Regions from separate parts of the Capsicum annuum genome. Here region 1 is linked to region 2. A link is a contact called in public Hi-C data. All regions are on one chromosome and are shown on one strand. The core of a region is the stretch at or near the end of the contact, and the rest is flanking DNA. Distances in the headings are between cores, read along the strand shown.

The links. A called contact is a pair of places that touch in the nucleus more often than the background predicts.
Region 1: a Hi-C map of bud shows a contact between it and region 2, with 2.1 times the contacts expected there. The contact joins the enhancer-like site here to the promoter of LOC107879159 in region 2. A contact is called at or near these places in 4 of 5 Hi-C or Micro-C datasets (bud, leaf, pericarp and 1 more).

What each region holds. Positions count from the first base shown.
Region 1 is chr1:124,251,533-124,254,232 of UCD10Xv1.1, reverse strand. It overlaps LOC107879169, which reads left to right. Exons shown (of 13, transcript XM_016726268.2): 13 at 421-838. The coding sequence ends at 564. Among protein-coding and RNA genes, the nearest start is that of LOC107879169, 10 kb to the left of the region's middle. Within about 2 kb of position 1,317, at least 4 of the 5 cell types and tissues checked have an H3K27ac peak or open chromatin away from gene starts, as enhancers often do. A contact at or near this core is called in bud and leaf, where this site is marked.
Region 2 is chr1:124,187,932-124,190,631 of UCD10Xv1.1, reverse strand. LOC107879159 (universal stress protein PHOS32) reads left to right here and starts at 1,375. Exons shown (of 4, transcript XM_016726262.2): 1 at 1,375-1,768. The coding sequence starts at 1,588.

The DNA of each region.
Region 1 (2,700 bases), core at 68-2,567, 64 kb before region 2:
ATACATTAGCAGCAACACGGTAGCAAAGCAGTAAAGGAAGGTGGAAATGGGTGTGGAGGAAGTGTTGGGGAAGGAGAAGAGAAAAAAAATAAAAAGTTGCAAAATTTAGTCTTTCATGCGCTCAAAATAGGTGCAAAACATACTGTGCCAAGTCGGCAAAAGGTGCCAAAATGACTCAACTGGAGGCTAGTTTAGTTGTTTAAAATGAACATCATCCACTTTAGGTGCCAAGTGAAAGTTTGTGCAAAGTTTAGGTACCTGACGATGTGTTTGGCCAAAGGATTACTATATAGTATGTACGTACTTTTTCAAAGACTATTGATGATTGACCTTTGATAGGAACTTTGTGTTTGATGTTTGATAACACAAAGGAGTGTTCATTTCTCTTACTATTTTTCATTTTATGGATTTGACAATCAGGAAGAGCAGATAATGTACCCATCATCCCTTGAGCATGAAACATTCAAAGTCGCATTGGTGAACTGCAGGAAAAAGGTTGAAGGACTTAAGGATCATCATGACATAACTGCATGGGAGGTCACCCGTGCAATGAAGTGTGAATAAGTTTTGAACCATTACTTGCATCACAAATATGGTAGTAGAAAGAGGTTCAGCCCGCTTCATAGTTGAGATTTGGTAATTGAAGAAATCTATTGCCAACATTTAGACATACAAAATAAATACAATTAACCCTCATCTTCATCATCTATGTTAATCCTGAGTCTTAAATCAAATCAACATTTTGGTGTTATGCTTTGTAACAGCATTAAGTCATCTAAATTTTGTTATATCTAGAAACAGTGGCATTTTGAAGATACCCTCTTCAGTATAACTTGCATTATGCTGAGTTGCTAACCTTTATACCTACTACTGATCATCCCTTTACTCATTGTAACAGGTATGCATACTAAAATGTATCAGCGATCATCTTAATTTTTGGCATTTAATAGGATTTAGGCGGCTAGAAACTGGGGAATGATTGCCCTTAATTATCTCTCTTCAACGAAGCTATGACTCTCACAAGAATGTCTCCAAATCAATTTTGCACATTCCTAATAACTAATACAAACCCAGGACACCTCAAATTGCCCTCGAGTTTACAATTTAAATTCAAACCCAGTTGGATAGCTCACTCTTCATTTAATGGTTGAATCTTTGTTGGAATTTAGAATTTCATATAAAAGTGGTTGTATCTTCTTGGCTCCGGACAATCTCCGCGGACACCTTTCCTCTCTAAACTGATGGTCAAGGGAAAAAAGGATGTCATTGTGTTGGGTAGAAGTCGCTTCATATAACAACTGCAGAGAAACTGGCTCGACATAGAGATATATACACAAGGCCAACAAAGCCAAAATTGAGAATACAACTGACAGCAAGGGTAACAAGACTACTGCCTACCAGTCCGACAACATACGTCTGCAAACCTCTAATATGAAAAGCTGCTAAACAACTAGTCGGCACAGGGCCCGACGTACTCACCATCTACATAAAGCAAAAGAAGACTCCACGCTTAGCAAAACAGGGAAGCACAAAGCATACCAACAGCGCGGAAACCTTCTAGTGAAAAATGTTTTCTCGAAATATATTTTTTTAAAAAATATTTTCTTGAAAAATAAATATATTTCTTACTTAATTTTTAATGTTTGTTAAGTAAGCAAGAAGACATTATTTCAAGAGCATTTCTGCGTAATCTAACAAAACATTATGGGATGGCGTGGGGTGAGGAGTGGGAGTAAGGGGGTGGCGAGAAGTGGGATGGTCAAGGGTTGGGGGCATTGGATGGGTGGGGTGAGGAGTGGGAGTAAGGGGGTGGCGAGAAGTGGGATGGTCAAGGGTTGGGGGCATTGGATGGGTTGGAGGAGACAATCAATGTGGAATGTCATTTATGACACTTGTTTTTTCTACTTCAATAATATTAATGATACACCTTGTGCTACAAAAACAACTGCAGAATTTTTGCTTCAACTACTTCTAACTATATATAGAATTAAGTGCGAGATATGTACCAATCAAAAGCATTTTCTTTGGGAGAATAGACGAACTACTTGACGAGATAATCACCATAAGTCCTAACATTGTTTCACATCTCGACGAAGTAATATGTTATTTGAAATTTTTGTTGCCATCGAACTGTTGCAACTTAGAAGGTTGATAGCCAATATGTTGTTACCAACAAATTTTTACAGTGACAGAAATAAATTGCAATCACAAATAAATATATGAAGAAACATGATTTTTATTGATAAATGATGTGGGTACAAATCTGTTCTTTCCTTGATTCTTCTCTCTTAATTTTCTCGTGATCCGAGGACCGTTAGTAGTGTATTTCTCGAACGTAGAAATATTTGGATTTGATCCGTTAGTAGCGTATTTCTCGAACGTAGAAATATTTGGATTTGATCTCGATGAAAGGAAAGTTTGTGGGACCTTCTCGATGTATTTGATTACCAAGAAGAGAGAGTTTTGATCTCTTTATGAATATCCATGAATTTCTGAGATCTTGATCTCTTTATGAATATCCCATGAATTTATTGGGACTTTTAGAGATGCCTCTTCAAGGATATTTACCCTTTTATATAGGCGTAATTTAGGGTTTAGGGTAGAGTGCCCTCCAAGAACTCTAACACAAATTGAATTCTTCTTGTAGAGCCCCACAAATTTAGATGTCTACACATGCATCTTCAAGTTATCAATTCCTTA
Region 2 (2,700 bases), core at 126-2,625:
AAATAGTCGAGTAGACTCAGAGTTGTTGAAAAAACGCTCAATATAGCTACAATTAACTTTCAACATAACTAGTAACTCAAGAAAACAAATTAGGCGAATGATGGATAGCATAGCTGGATTATCAAAATATCGTAACCCTAGATCTTTTCTCAAATCTGAAATACAACACAACCAATCTACGACTTGCTTGCAATTATTTTTATTTACATTTTGTTATTGATCATCTACTGAATAGCTCAAATAAGAAATCAAAGTAGAGCTTCAATTCGTCAAATCTCTGTGGGGTTATCTGGATTTACATCCTTTATTACTTGTACAATCATGTACACTTGCGGGTGCGAAAGGACACAACAAAGACCCCTCTTCTCATATCACAACACAATAACATCCACAATGTAGTCATTAAAAGAGTATTGTTTAGGATGAGATTTTTCTCTCATAATTTTAATGATATTTTTTTTCATATGTAGGTTCATTGGGTAAATCATTTCGAAAATATGTTTCTAGTAGATTTTCTTGTCATCTGATTCATCGTCTCCATGGTTTGCAACTATAAACTTCCGCATGATGCCCTATCAATTTCAAACCCAACAATTATAACATAGATTCATATGAAAATTTTCTTCTAGACGTAAAACATATGTAGAAACAAAACTTTTTAATTATTGATTGAAAGAAAAATTAAACCTTGATATGATTTGATTTTTTGTTTTTGGTTTTATATGAAATTTTGTGAAGGACATATCGACATTGTTTTATTTTTGTTACGGTTCTTCATGTTATCAAGAATGATTCGTTTTTAGATTTAAGACTTGATTTTAGGTTTTGTATATGTGTTAGGAAGATCAACTACACTTTATGGTTAGAAGTCACGAGATGTAATGAGTAGAATAATGAATGAAATTTTAGTTTTTGGATTTACAAAAGAAACTTTATATATCTAGGGGTAAAAAATATAAACATGATAATTCTTAATGGGCTAACGGTTCATCCGATAAGAAAATTGAAAATTCCGTTCCCACATTGATAAATCATTAATTATAAAATTTTAATGCATTCTCCAATAGTTAATCCGATTACCCGTTACCGGTAAATCAAATAGCCAATAAACTAATTATATAATTAAATTATGGGTTACAATTTGATTTTAAACACCCTTACAAAAAAGTAAAATTTCATATGACCAACTTATAATCCAGCTAGTAAATTCTCGCTCTCAAGTCTCAAATATAACAGTTCAAGATTTAGAGGGATGCATTTTGAAAAAGTAATGTTCAATATCAGCAAAAACAATACTAGTATACTAGTTAAATTACACTAAACTTATCCAATTTATATTAGAACGTGATGTCCTCACGTCAAAGAAAGCATGAAAGAGACAAGTGGGAATTTCATGAGCCAGAAAAGTGGGTCCCAACAACCTCATTTTGGCTTTACAAGTGGTAGGAAAATATGACATCCGACAAATCAACATTGCACTACTTGAGTACTTGTCTGCTTCCATCCTGAAATAGTCGTGATCAAGTTGCTCTCTCCATTATTGTTGTTGTTGAAAGTTCTTAATCAAAGCAAAAATCTTAAAGAGGGATGGAAGGAGGTGATAGATTTGTTGGGGTAGCAGTAGATTTCTCAGCATGCAGCAAGAAAGCTTTGAAATGGGCGATTGATAACATTATTCGTAAAGGGGATACCCTTATTCTCGTTACTGTGCGCCCTGAAGGACACTATGAAGAAAGCGAGATGCAACTCTGGGTGGCCACTAGTTCTCGTATGATCTCTTTAATTAATTCCTTTTTCTTTCTCATGTCCCTCTACTTTTATCTAATCCAACCCCAATAAATAAAATTAATCCATCTTGTGACTGATTTTATAGGCTCATATAGATGTTGGTCATCTCAACTTCTTCTGTGTAAGCTTTACAAAGAATACCCGGTCTTCCACAGATAAAGGAGGAGGATCGGCACTCAGGTGTAAAGGAATGACTTTAGTAGCAGGGCCGGAGCCAGGGTAACGTAAGGGGGGTTAAAAAATACACTATATTGGTCAATATTAATTTTTTAAATATATATGTAGTAGATGTTGAATCTCCTTGGTTTCTTCATGAGTTTACCTCTTTATATTTTTAAACCCCTTGGTAAAAATCATAGCTCCACTACTCGGCAGTAGATGATGAATTGAGTAAGAGGATTCACATAGTCGAATTGATTGATATGTTGGCCATCTGAGTCATTTTTAATCTGTTGGGTATCAAGATGAAATAACTAATTAAAACATTGTAGGTTACAATCCTTGCTGTAAATACTGGCAGTGTTGCAAGGCATCTTGCTTTCTTTTGTCTATCTGTATATTGAAGGAGTATATTTTTCACTCAGAAAGTTTGATAGCTAGATAGATTCCTTTACTTTCAGACACAAATGGTGCGCTAGCTGGTGAAAATTTTGGAGCTTTTTTGTCTGTCCTACTATATGCTTATGGTTTGAGGGTCAAACTTTTCGTAGCTTTGGGCAATCCACTAGTTCAGTGACGTAGAAGATCAGATAAGGTTTATCTTTTGTTGATGAACCTAGAAATCTCTGTTGACGTACCTAGAAAAATATCTGCTTTTTTATGCTTGTTGATTAGATGTCATGGACGTGGGAACTCTGGTGACTGGAATAGGGTTAAATCACTTGTCTATGTATGGAGATTTTTTATGTTTCA